Linked DNA regions of Zea mays: all the other regions are linked to region 3. The links are chromatin contacts, called in public Hi-C maps. All regions are on one chromosome and are shown on one strand. The core of a region is the stretch at or near the end of the contact, and the rest is flanking DNA. Distances in the headings are between cores, read along the strand shown.

The links. A called contact is a pair of places that touch in the nucleus more often than the background predicts.
Region 1: a contact with region 3 is called in a Hi-C map of ear, with 2.4 times the contacts expected there. The contact joins the promoter of LOC100273097 here to the promoter of LOC100192068 in region 3. A contact is called at or near these places in 2 of 25 Hi-C or Micro-C datasets (ear and tassel).
Region 2: a contact with region 3 is called in a Hi-C map of bundle sheath, with 5 times the contacts expected there. The contact joins the promoter of LOC100272517 here to the promoter of LOC100192068 in region 3. A contact is called at or near these places in 3 of 25 Hi-C or Micro-C datasets (bundle sheath, ear and leaf).

The regions. Positions count from the first base shown.
Region 1 is chr1:109,085,946-109,090,501 of Zm-B73-REFERENCE-NAM-5.0, reverse strand. It overlaps LOC100273097, which reads left to right and starts at 1,299. Exons shown (of 10, transcript NM_001147546.2): 1 at 1,299-1,861; 2 at 1,973-2,025; 3 at 2,832-2,940; 4 at 3,117-3,251; 5 at 3,349-3,393. The coding sequence starts at 1,385.
Region 2 is chr1:107,804,816-107,809,558 of Zm-B73-REFERENCE-NAM-5.0, reverse strand. It overlaps LOC100272517 (ATP-dependent Clp protease proteolytic subunit), which reads left to right and starts at 2,149. Exons shown (of 2, transcript NM_001146986.1): 1 at 2,149-2,645. The coding sequence starts at 2,260.
Region 3 is chr1:108,492,285-108,497,194 of Zm-B73-REFERENCE-NAM-5.0, reverse strand. LOC100192068 reads left to right here and starts at 2,404. Exons shown (of 6, transcript NM_001294310.1): 1 at 2,404-2,726; 2 at 3,463-3,553; 3 at 3,701-3,816; 4 at 4,218-4,277; 5 at 4,372-4,437; 6 at 4,880-4,910. The coding sequence starts at 2,670.

The DNA.
Region 1 (4,556 bases), core at 50-2,549, 590 kb before region 3:
GATAACCTCCACTAAGTCCACCAAACAAATTGCACTCAGAGTTACACACAACATCAAAACCAACGGTTCATATCACTGGATAACCTCCATTGCCTTAATCACTTAAATCCAACGAACAATATTATTTAGATCATTTCTCATCCCTCAACCTCTCTCCCTCGCGACCCTGTCACCCCCAGTTTCTCCTCCCCCTTATTCGCGCCATTGTCAACCCCTACCCCTGCGCCGCCGCCATCGTCGACCCTACACTCATGTCTCCGGATTTGTAGCATTAGCACAGGCTATATGTTAGTTTATACCCCTATATAACACACCACCTTAAAGTTTGTAAAATCCACCCAACCAAATCATCCTTACACCAATAACCTCCTTCTAAATCTACAAAACAAACTAATCAAATGATTCAAATCGCTGGATAACTATTATATCTCTTACTTAATCAAATCTAGTAGCTAATGTTATTTGGATCATCATTAATTCTTCATCCCTCACACACAATAATCCCTGCCTCCCCATCCCCTATGACCCCGCTGGGCCCTCCTCTCACTCATGCCGCCAAAGCCGACCCCTCTCCGCCCCCTTTCCCACTCTAGGATCGTAGTGTTAACATGAATGTTGAGCAAAAATTCTACTTTCAACGCAGAAGTTTATTAATTCTCAACACCCCTGAGCTGTCTTTTCGTATAATTCTTTTACACATGCAACTTTACAGTCCACGCTGCATCCTTTAGGCTGTCTCCAGCAGGAGACTGTAAAGGGTCATGTACTCTAAATGTAGGGGACGGTCAGGTCCTTTATCCCTCCAGCAAGGAACTCTAAAGCGTCCTCTATCTGTAGAGGGTGCTCTATACACTGTACACCTTTTTGTGTTTGTACGCTCACGTGGTGACGAGTAGTAATAGAGGATGGAATTTAGGGGATATTGCTGAAGATGAAGAAGATATAGAGTACATAATCTTTTAGAGAGTGCTGTAAAGGACAAAGAATATTCCTTTAGGGGATCAAATTTAGGGGACGTTGCTGGAGACAGCCTTAGTTGTTCCATTTTTGGGAAAGTTCCTTTTCTTCTCTAGCGTGCATGCATCATAAAGGAAATATTTGCTGGGCTATGATGTGGATTGTAGAGGGATTATTATTATTAATTAACAGTAAAAGGATGACAATAAATTACAATACAATAAAAATGTTTAAATGCAATTTCGGTGAAAATTAAATGATATCACGAATTCCAGGGTGGAAACCCACTCTGGAAATGGGCTATGTATATAGACATAGGCGCGTATACGAGCGAAGGAAACGGAAGTTTAAGTTATTCCCAAATTGAACGGCCCAAAGGGAAACCCCACCACAACCGGTCTCGAGTCTCGACAGATCGGCGTCTTCGATGCCGCCGGCGCAGGCGCCCTCCAGCGGCGGCGCCGCGTGGCGCCAGCTGCTCCTGCTCCTGACAGTCCTCCCGCTCACGCTCGCTGCGCTGGCTTTCGTGCTCCAGTGGCGCGGCGGCGGCGGCGTCGATGACCCTACCACTCGCTGGCCCTCCCACGCCTTCCCCGGCATGGCCGAGCCCACCCCACCGTCCCTCCCCTCGTCCGACTGCGCAGACGTGCTCGTGGGATCCTCCGCCCCCTCCTTCCCCTACATCCGCGGCTGGTCATTCACCTCCGACTCGGGCGCTGCTATGGGTTCTGTAGAGGAACATCTCCAACCCAAGGTGTGCGTGCAGACGAGCACCTCCGCGGGGCTTGAGCAGATCCTGCCCTGGCTCTTCTATCACAAGGTCGTCGGCGTCGCGCAGTTCCTGCTCTTCGTGGAGGGCAAGGCGGCGAAACCCAATGTCGCGGGAGTCCTCGAGTCAATTCCTGTGAGTCGCAAGATTCTTTGTTCGTTGGTGTTCTTGATCCTCTACAGTTCCGCAGTTCCAGCGCTAATTTCAGTGCCTTTTTTTGTCTTCATGATTGATTGATTACGGAAGGGGGTAAAAGTGGTGTACAGAACTAAGGATCTTGAGGAGCGGCAGGCACGGAGGTCAGCTTCGTTTTCTCAGTCCCCTGTTTCCGATAACAGTTTTTCTTGTGTGTCATTTCCACATAAACCCCATATAAAAAAATAACTGCATCTTGTTTCAACTTTCAAAGTGAGAACCAAAAGCATAGGGTTGCTGGTGTAGCCAGACAAAACTAAGTCAGACCGCATCCAACCATTGACAATTATGGATAAAGGGAGAAATTTTCCATGCCTAGTTGCCTACTATTAACCCACTTCTAGGACATGTCGAAGATTGTTTAATAGGGAATATACGCGGAATTTAGACAGGTTTGAGCCCTCGATGCGAGATAATACCCTACATCATGTTTGAGGTGGTTCTGTTGTTGTATTGTATGTTCTAATCTGATGATTCTATGATCTGATGCTCTCAGGCGGTTCCCTGTCCCTCTTTTAATATTCTAAGGAGTGACGGAAGTTACATGATAGGCACCGAGTCGGCTATCAAGTTCATGATGGAACCGAGTCGGTACAAAGTCATACGTGAATTGAATTCTATGTCTTCGAGTTTATCTCTTATTCTGTTGAGATCTTACTATATCTGCGCTTCTAGAATCCTCCTGGTGGTTGTAGGCTCCCCTGGTCCTATTGCCGAGTCCTTCGGCTTGTGGCCGAGCCCATGAGCTCTTTTGCTCAGGCTCTTCTTTACGAAGCTTGGATAGATGCCCTAGTATATATTATTGATAGGACATAGCATGTCATAATGTCTGGCTTGGCATGTTCTTTGATAGAGTTTTTATCACTCATCTCTGTCACCTTCCTGATGTATTTTATTGCTTGGGCTCAAGTCGAATCTGGAATGAGACTTGGCTTTCAGGATTTTTCTACAAACCTTGCAACTATGAACTCTTTGTGAAGCAATCCCTCAACATGGAGATGGCTATTGTAATGGCTCGGGTATGTCTCTTGCCTGTTATATCTGCTGTTAATTCTGTTATGTTAATGATTGAGCTTTTCATTTGTAGCTTTAGTTAGTCATTGGGGCTGCTACGCAACAATGTTGATTTCTAGTTTTTCTTTGTGATTTTTTCTTTAGACATTTCATACACTAAGGACAATGCTATTTGTTGAAGGATGGTGGCATGGATTGGATCATACATTTAGACACTGATGAGTTACTTTATCCTGGCGGAGCTGCTGAGTATTCTGTTAGACGTTTGTTAGCTGAGGTCCCTCGTGATGTCGACATGGTTATTTTTCCAAACTATGTGAGTGAAACAAAGCCAAGAATCAAGTTTTACACTGCTACTCATATGTCTTGTTGTCGACAAAATTCCGATTACTAAATAACTTAAATGTCTTCAGGAAAGCAGTGTTGAGCATGATAATATAAAAGATCCATTCAGCGAAGTAAGCCTTTCTCTTAAATTTCTTTCCCCCTTAAGCGCTAACTGATATACCATTATTTGCAAACCACATGCTATGATGTTAACTCAACTTTGTGCATCTGAGAATAATACATCTACTGATCGTGAAACTTTTATACACCATGAAGTTAATGCATTCATTTTCTTTTCATTTTGATAATCTCATGTGCAAAACTGGGAGCAACTATATTCCTATAATTGTGGGCACTTAACAAGTTCATTTTTTGCAATGAAAATTTAGTTTTGTTTGCAAATAATTGCATGTTGCAGTTACTAGTTTCTGCCCATGTTTATAAGGCATCTATAGGGGAAGCTCATTTGTTATTTTTAAATTCTTGGATGTTTTATATGCATTTATTCAGATTTTCTTTGTTCCTCCCTCACAATTCCTGCTTAAGGTGAGTCCTACTCAAGTATTTCATGACTACCTATGTTTGCTTGAAGACTATTTTGGACTTGCATTACTTGTTGCTTGTTCAGACATTCACATAGAAAGATTTGTAAACGCTGTTGAATTCCGTTTCAATTTCAATCCCTAATTAAAATTGAAGTATTTTAATTATGTACTGTATATAGAATTTAGTCAGTTCAGTAAGTTGTATACATGTACAAAAGATTGAGTTGGTTCTGGTGAGTGGTGACTGACTGACTGTAGCTTCACCTTTGCATAAGTTGAGGTCATCTATGTGCGGGTATGTGGCTTATGATACAATTTTAGGTGGCCTGCATATATGATGCAATTTATATAAGATATTTTTGGATTCAAGAATAATTGTGTTGTGAACTTTCCACTGTTGCTTTATTCACTTCTTTAATACTACTTTAAAGTTTCTTTGAAGCACCAACAGCCCACTAGATTTCTGCAGGGAAAGTCACACAGTTTGTTTTGAAGCTTAGAACTTCTGGTATTATTACCTAGGTCTGTGTTACAATGCATGGTTAGTTATCTAGTCATATAATAAAGAAAAGAGCGAAAATAGAGGATGTGGTGTATGGGCAACAAATCATGATGCTCAGAGGTGGAGCTAGAGGGAATGTGAGGGGATGCACTTGCCTTGTGGGTGCATAGAATTTTATCGTATGGGTGAGTATATGTTTTTTCGTGGCTGCACCCGCACCCCCACATGATGCATAGATCCACCCCTA
Region 2 (4,743 bases), core at 900-3,399, 690 kb after region 3:
TCTTGTGCTGAAGAGTGATGGCCATTGAGCTAACTTGGATCAGTGACACACCCCCTACCTGGCGCGCCAGCTGCCGGTGTTTTTGGGTAGGACGGTGTAACCGATTGTAGCTCGATGGTTTGTGCTGAGCGCATGAGAGACAGTAGACAATTTTCTATAGGTTCGGGCCGCTTAGAGAGGCGTAATACCCTACTTCCTAGTGTGGATCTTTATGTGGTGGGTTACAGGGGGATTCTCTAGTATGAGGGATGCTAGAGAATTGAGTAGATGGCTAATGAGTGACCTATTCTTTGATGGGGTGCCCTCTAGGCCTTATATACTCGACCATGGGGCGTTACATGCGGGTATGATAACTATGTGCTCCTAAGTAATAGTGAACCGACTGAACTTATCTCCCTATTATCCTGCCGACTTATCCTCGTTCAGTTTCGACGTCTGAGGGTGCTGCGCGGGAGAATCGGATCAATGCTGTGGATAACGTTTAAATCCATTGAGCCGCCTGGGCTCGAGTTGATCCAATCTTGCGCCGATCCATTCTGCCAGTGATTCCTCCCCTGGCCCACGAAGGGGTGGCCTTGCGAAATAATGGGCCCAGAGTCTTTCGCGGGCCTTCCAGCCTTCTAGTGGACCCGGGGGATATCTGTCCCCCACAGTAACAACCACGGAATATGAACAAAAGTTAAAAACAATCATTATGGCAATGGTATGCATAGATTTACAAATGCATAGATTAACTCATGTGTGATGAACTAACAGATGATGAATTTAGAAATGTATACATTAACATGATTTAGTTAAGAAGATATCTGATTCATCAAATAAAAACAGAAACTAAATTCATTGATGCTTAAAATAAAATAATATAAGTGGCCAACTGAATTCATTGATGCACTGGACAATAGATGATGGTACATACAGATCTTGTTTAATCACCACTTGAGGCACATACAATTCATTATAGCAAACACAGTAAAACATTGTAATGAAGACATGAAAATTTTTCTTACCACTGGAGCTCGAGAATCCATTTCATTGGTTGGTTCATCTCCAAAATCTTCAATGAGGACAGGGTCAATAGGTGCATAAATAGCAGATCGACCTCCACCATGACTACTAGTGCCTCTCCCCCTAACTCCACGGTAACCTCGAATTGCACCTCGGGCATGAGAAATAGGAGCTGAAATGGATCTGGTGGATTGAAATAGTGTGCGCGCTGATCTACCACGACCAAGAGGAGGCAAACCTAGGTCGGATCCACCATCACCTGACTGGAGAACATCTTGGTAGGATGAGAGATATGGAAAATCGGTACCCTGGGACTAGGAGTTCAGATCAAGAGCTTCAATGCGGCTGCGAGGTGCTGGAACGTTGATGCGCGGTGGCAGAGCAAACGACGACTGCGAGAAGGTGTCGAAGTCGTCGTCCTCGGGAGCTTCATGACCAGTGCGGTTCTTGGACGTCGATGAAGAGCAACCTTGGGATAAGAAGTCCCTGAAGTTGTGGTGGTTCTCCATCTTGCGACCGATGACGGAGAAGAAGGAGCGAGCGGCTGGTGGTCAGATGGGGAGCAAGCGGCTGGGGAGCAAGTTGGCGGTGGCCGGATGGGGAGAAGCTCTCGAGCGCGATGTCCACGAACCCGACGGCGCCGAAAAGGTGATATGACGGAGCGCGATGTCCCGTGGATCATCCCATGAATGGAGAACAAAATCATTGCCGAAGAAGGGTTTCCACCACGGGGACGACGACACCGACGGGACGACGACGACACGCGCCTCCACCACGGGGACAACGACGACACGCGCCTCCGCGGCCTTCTCCGCCGTGAAGAGGGGAGCGCGCGGTGAAGGCAGCACGCGTGGTGACGGGTTGTGGCGGCGTGAAGGGAGCGCGCGCGGGCTGTGGCGGCTAGGGTTTTTTTGCCGATGCAGCTCGAGAGCCGGGAGAGGAAATTTTGCTGTTTAGTCCCGTTTAGGAGCCCTTGGAGGGACTAGAGACTAAACTAGTTTAGACCCTTTATTAGTTCTTGTGTTTGAGGAATTAGAGACTAAAAAGAACTAAAAAGTAGGGACTAAAGATTAGTCCTATGGAACCAAGCAGAGCCTAAGTCGCACCGTCCAGGTGTCAACTGCAAGGGAAAACAAAGAGTGTGTGCTGTGTGTTATCCATTTCTTCTCCTCTCTGCTCTGTTCACTTCGTTCTAGTGGGGAGCGCCGCCGCTGCAGTTGCCGCCGCCACCAGAGCAGTCCACCTCGGTCTGATATGGCGACCGGGAGTGCAAGTGCCATCGCGTCCTTCTCCGTGGCGGCGGCAGCGGCTGCTGCTCTGCGCGTCAGGCGGCCATGCGCTCGCGCTTGCGCTTGGGCCCCCTCGCAGCGACCGCAGCAAGGGGCACTCGTCAGCCTCAAGCCTTGCGCCTCACTGGCACCACAAGCTCCTCTGTGGCGCGCGGAGTCGGATGCCGCGGGGGGTGGTGCCGGCGCCGGCGATGTCATGGGCCTCCTCCTCCGGGAGCGCATAGTCTTCCTCGGCAACGAGATCGAGGACTTCCTCGCGGACGCCGTCGTCAGCCAGCTCCTCCTCCTTGACGCCATCGACCCGGACTCTGACATCCGCCTCTTCGTCAACTCACCAGGGGGATCCCTTAGGTAAAGGTCTTGTATTCTTTCCCTAATTACAGACTTCCGTTTCAATCCTCATTATCTCTAATCCATTCATTCATCACCATGGACTACTCTTAATTTGTGTGCCTGCTTCATGTATATAGAGGCCCAATAGATTGACAACTTCTGTTAGTATGTTGGGGACTGATTACAAACCCATATCCCTGTCAAGATCGACATATTCTTACGATGTCTGCAGTCATCACTGTTTTTGGTGCAGCATTGCAATTTGCAGCACTAAATTGTTAAATGTAATCTCAACCGAACCAACCATGGATAAGTACACCGAAGAGATTACATTTAACACTCCTCCTCAATCATAACTTCCCTAGTTAAGATTGCGACAAAATTCCTGAAGCATGGTGGACATAGGGGTGGTAATGGGCCGCGATCCAAATGTTTTTTCACAATTTGTTAGGGCCCTAAATTATTTTTAGTTCAAAATGAATAGAAATAGAGCACAATCCTAATTCGATCCGATCCTTACATTTTATAGTGTAAAATTTAGAGCCCATTGTCAACCCTAGGTGGACGACAGTGCTTTGGTGAAACCATGTGCTAGTTGATCATGGGTCGATACTATTTGAACATCAAGCAACTTATGTGCAACTCTTTCTCGCACAAAGTGACAATTAACTTCTATATGTTTTGTTCTAGCATGGAACACTGGATTTGCAGACAAATAAGTAGCACCAAGATTGTCAACAACCTTGCTGTCTTTGGAGCGCTTAACTGCAACTCTTTGAGTAGAGTTCGTATCCGAATAATCTCTGCACTAGCATTTGCCGTAGCCTTATATTCTGTCTCGGTGCTTGACCTTGATACTGTATCCTGTTTTCTGGCACTCCAGGAAACTAAGTTAGCGCCCAAAAATATACAGAAACCACTAGTAGACCAGCGATCATCAACCGATCCTGCTCAGTCCGCATCAGAGAAAACACTAACGAGCATAGGCTGCGACTTGTGTAATTTTAATCCATAACCTGCAGTACCTCTGACATACCTGAGTATCCTTTTTACTGCTGTCCAATGTTCAGTACTAGGGGCATGAAGAAATTGACAAACTTTGTTTACTGGAAAAGACAGGTCTGACAGTGTCAAACTTAAATAATGTAGCGCCCTCACATTACTTCTAAAATGAGTAGCATCTTCTGTACCTAATGGTATACCAGATTCAATAGACATTTTTTCAGAAACCGCTAAAGGAGTATTATGTGCCTTGCACTGCATCATACCATCCCATTTTATGATATCTTGAGCATACTTTTCTTGTGACATAAATATATCAGCCTCACTTTTCTTTACTTCTATCCCAAGGACATAGTTAACTCTCCTAAGTCCTTTAACGCAAAATCTGATCTGAGATTGAGTAGAACTTGTGTAGCTTCTAATGAGGAGCTTGCTACTATGATTTCATCAACATATACTAATAAAAAAATCATGGTTCCATTCTTATTGTAGAAGAAAATAAATGTATCAGCCTTTGAAGGACTGAAGCCTAGTTCTTTTAATTTTGTGCTCAATCTAGAATACCAGGCCTTGGGAGCCTGTTTTAGACCATACAAGGCCTTATCAAGCTTGCATACATATTGAGAAGATTGTTTTCATGCCCAGGAGGTTGCCTCATGTATACTTCTTCCTCCAGAACGCCATGAAGAAACACATTCTGCACATCCAATTGCCGAAGACACCATCCCCTAGAGATAGCAACAAACAAAACAATTCTAATAGTAGTTGGTTTTACCACTGGGCTAAAAGTGTCTTCATAGTCAATACCATATATATGTTTAACCCCTTTTGCAACGAGACGGGCTTTATACCTGTCTATAGTTCCATCAAACTTTTTCTTAATTTTATATACCCACTTACAATCAACAATATATTTATTTCTCATTGCAGGTACTAGATGCCACATTTTATTCCTCATCAGGCCATTATACTCTTCATCCATATCATTTTTCCATCTTCTATCTCTTAAGGCCTATTCAACCTGCCGGTGTTTGACGTCGAGGAAGCGGCTACATAACAATGACGACAAGACGTAGCAAGGTTCGTAGTCGTGGCCCAGGCCCACCACATGTCA
Region 3 (4,910 bases), core at 1,155-3,654:
TGGATCATTGGATGGTCTGACGATATGCATATGGCTGATATTTTTTTCAATGGATAGTTCATGCCTTGGAGGCTATAAATACCCACAAAACTAGTCACTTGAGATGTATGGGAGTTGATAAACATTGTTAGAGAGTTAAGACTCTACTCCTATAGCCCCAGACACCAAAAGTGCTCAAAATCACTCAGTGACCAGTGTACATGCTTTGTGAAGTTCTTAAGCTAGCTAGACCACTTCATTAATTCTTGCTTAGTGGTGGTGAGATGGTCACCAATCGCTGCTACTTTATAGTAGACCTGTTCAAACGTCGAGTCGGGTCAAAGTCGGGTCGTGGGCCATTTATGACGGCTCGTACTCGACCTGTGCCTAGTGTCGGGTCGGCCTGGGCCTCCATGTTTGACGTGTCAGGTCGTTTTTTGGCTTTGGGTCAGGTTTTTTCGGGTTGGGTTGGGTTTTGGGTCAAAAATCACGGTCCGTACCCAGCCCGTGAATTATTACGGGTCAAAAATTACGGCTCGTACCCGCCCGTTGCATTGGTCGGATCAGGTCGGACAAGGTTTTTTTCGGGCGGGTCGGGTGGCCCATGATCAGGTCTACTTTATAGTCACATGAGGGGCGTGAGCTCAAAGGAAAGGAGGATGCTATAGTGTCGAGTGGGACTACATCCTATCTCTTTGGGGCAACTTTTTTCCTGAAGATATTTTTTAATAATCTGGATTACTGGATAATCTAGTTATCACGAGAATCTAGATACCACGGGGCTTACGTACGGAGGAAAATGAAGGGGTTTGCACAGTTTAAGGTTTAGGTAGCGACAGATTTCTCCTGTCACTACTCAATACAGTCTGCATTAACATTGATTCAGACAATTTTTATATTATAAGCGGATCGAGAAGCAAATCGTTTAGCTGACAGAAGCCGTTTTTGATGCCTAGAAAATAACAAACATGCCCATTGTCTGTAGGAGCACGACTGCAAAAATGAAATGAGAAAATGATAGCAACCAGATCATGGTGGTTCCCATATGAGGAAAACGAAGAATGAGAAAGACATAAAGTGGTTCGATGATGGATTAGCGATCGTCCATCAATCATGTAGGACCAACTAAGTAGTTGTTTGGTTCTTTTAGCTAAAGTTATTTATTATGTGTCACATCAAATATTTGAGTATCAATTACGAGTATTAATTATAGTTTAATTATAAAACTAATTATAGAGACAAAGATTAAACGAACATAAGAATTTATTAAGGCTATTTAATCTATGATTAACAAATGTTTAATATAACATCACTTATCAAATCATAGACTAATTAGAATTAATAGGTTTGTCTTATCGTTTAGTCTTAGGCAATGTTTGAACGTCTTGAGGTAATAGTTAGCTGCTAAAATTACTTGTAGAGGTTCCAAACATCCTCAACTAATACCTTAACTAATTGTTAGTTATCTCACAGCTAACAATTAGTTCATTAATATATTAACTGGCTAATTATTAGCTCTATAGGTTTCAGACATGTCCTTAATCTATATAATTAGCTTTATAATTAGAACTAGTCTAATCCCCGTGCGTTGCGATGGTACCCAACCATATTTGATGATATTGATTGATGACTAAGTGACACTTGAGAGTCTTAATGGACCATCCACATAAAAATAACATAATAAATATATTTAATGTCAAAGTGAACATATTGTTCATATACTATATATTGAACTGGTAAGACATAGAAAAGCACAAGTACCCTAACAAGATCATTCTTGAAATACCAAATACAACAAGTTTATCCTCTAATGCTTAACATGCTCATTGAAAATACATACTTGCTCTTGTCTTTAGAGTATCATATCAAACAATAAAAATATTCCGTTTTTATAGAGCCTTATACTCATTTCCAATTGCATAGTTTGTTTCACTTAAAATTCAATGCGCTACGACGAAAAAAGCGAGCGGAGATGTTGCAAAATGGACAGGGTTTGTTGCTAGAGCGACAACTACGAGAATGATGCTGTGCGAACAAATAGGATATAGATGAGATATGATCTGGGACCGCGAGTTAATTTTGAAGAAATACAAGAGATTATTTATAAAAAGATGAATACAATGGATTCTTTATAAAAATATGGCGTGACATGATCGTTGAAACTGATGCTTTAATATAGTAGAGATAGATATATTAATATTATAATTAGAATATTAAATTTATTTAATAATTCAAATTAATAACCAAACATCAGAGCATCAACTAAAGTTATCCATGTTGACCATGTATCCATGCAGGGCAACTGGGCAACTAACGCGAAAGTTGCCAATTTGGCAAGCAGAAATTAGGCCGGCGGTGCGCGCGCACGCTTTGCGAACACAGACAGGACGGTCCAGATCGCTCGATGCGGCATCGCATCGCATCCAGTGGACCTCGCCGCTCTGGGGTCCAGGCAGGTGAGGCCAGCGCGAATCCGCCGTCCTGGTTTCCACGGCCGCACCGCACCCTACCTCTCGTCGTCTTGCCGCCGATCCTTTTTCCGAAACCTAGCTCGCCCGCCCGACCTCCGACCTTCTAGAACCTTGCCTCCGAGGTGCCGCCCTCCCCGCCCCGCCTGCGCCGCTTGCTCATCGCTTCTCTCCCCGCGGCGGCCTCCCAGATCCGGTTGGATCGAGGGGCAAGGTCAAGAGATGGGGCAGGCCTTCCGAAAGCTGTTTGATGCCTTCTTCGGCAACAAGGAGATGCGGGTACGCTGTCTCCTTCCTTCCTGTTTCCCCTCGCTCCCTTCCCATCTCGACAGGATACTGCAATGAATCGGGCTCCTCGATAAACCGATCCGTTCACAAATCACAAGGGCGGTGGTGGCTGGTGGCCTTGTCGCACTCCTATCTCCATTTCTCTTGGCATTGATTTCAGTTACTACTGAATGGTTAGAGTCATGTGATCCGTCAACAATCTGCCAGCACTGTTTTGGCTACCAATCACTAACATCCAAGAGCAGGGAAATAATGAGTCATGATGCTAGCCAGACATACAGCTATAGTGCCCTGTGGTAACCTTACCTGTTTCAGACGGTTATAGATTTGATTTCTTGTAATCTACTAGTAGTGGATCATTTATAACGACAACAATCTCTGCATCGTGCTGCCAGTCATCCAAAGAGAGTTAAATAATGTGTTACCAACCACAGCGTGCTGGATCTTTCATACACAAGATCAAATTGTACCTGGGTAAAATGATATATTGATGTATTATTACTTCACTCATTTTCTGGACTAGGTGTTGCCATAGTGTGTACAGCATGATGCCAATTCAAGTGCAGGGCAGGCTGTGTTCCAATCATGTCTCATGTCTTCTTAACGATGATTTTTGGTTGTCCTTACATGTTTAGTCTTCTTTTTTTATATCATCGGAGATTAGAACCAGTATCCGTTTTAAGCTGAACATGCCTCTAATAGATTGGCCTCTTATTTTTTTCCTCAGGTGGTGATGCTTGGGTTGGATGCAGCTGGGAAAACCACCATACTCTATAAGCTTCACATTGGTGAAGTTCTCTCCACTGTCCCTACCATAGGTCCGATTGTACCACCTATCTGCTTGTGCATTTCATAACTTTTGGTTTCAACCATTGCTAATTACAGTTGTCCAACTCTGCACCTGCCATGCAATTGATTCGTCCGTTCATATGTTTAGTGACAGCATGCACTTTATCACATTGTAGGTTTCAATGTTGAGAAGGTTCAATACAAGAATGTAGTGTTCACCGTGTGGGATGTTGGTGGCCAGGAGAAGCTCAGGCCCCTGTGGAGGCACTACTTCAACAACACTGATGCTCTGGTCATTACTCTCGTTTCTGTTTCACAAGTGAAGCGGCATAAATTCTATTCAAAGTTGAAATTTTACATAGAAGTGTTTATGCTGTAATGTTTCTTCCACTTAGTTGTGTCCATTTGAATTTAGTATTAGTAGCTCAGAGCGCGACCAATACCACTCCCAAGCATATAGATCCAATGGCTTCTTTGTGGATGCTGGAGCCCATTTTAACAGGGCATCTTTTATTACACTTTATAGCTTAGGGAATATAGATACCCGAAAACATAATATCATTGTAGGAAATAGCTCAATTCTTCGTAGCTGCTGATTTATATATCCTAGGTCTTGATTTATTTACATTGATTTGTAGTAAACTCTGTTTCCTTGAAATGTAAGATGTTCCCCATTATTTGCTGAACTTGCAGATTTACGTGGTTGATTCACTGGATAGAGAGAGAATCGGGAGAGCCAGGGCGGAGTTTCAGGTTTGTAGTTCCTTTTGCTAATTGGTGCCTTTGTGCACTGAGCTTCTATGTAATATCTACTCTAACTTGTTTTGAAATTTTAAATCTCTTTCAGGCTATAATCAATGACCCTTTTATGCTTAACAGTGTGTTATTGGTGTTTGCTAACAAGCAAGACATGGTATGTTCAGCCACATTTTCTCTGGAGCATTTATTTTGTGTTGTGATTCATTTTAGTGGGTGATTTAGAAGGGCTGGCTTGGTGAAGTGGTTCTATCTTTTTTTGTTCAAATGTAATGTTAACGATTATGTTTTGTTCATAAATGTAAACATGCAAATTATGGTTTCTTGCTGAAGTCTGGCCATTCCAATGCGTGTACTGGAAATAGCTGGCTGCTCCATCCTTTAGTTGTGTAAGCAGTTCTGTTTCTTTGTCGACAGAATATGTCAATATGTTGGTTTTCCATAAATGTCATGCTGCTGGCGTTATGAGTTCTGTATTGTTGGCATGTTGTGTGATTACACTAGATGTTTGTACTACACTAACGAAGCTCTAATTTAGTTGTACTTAAATGCCCAGCCTCCTTTTTTTTACCATACTGATGTTCTTCATGCTAATGCAGAGGGGAGCAATGACTCCGATGGAAGTGTGTG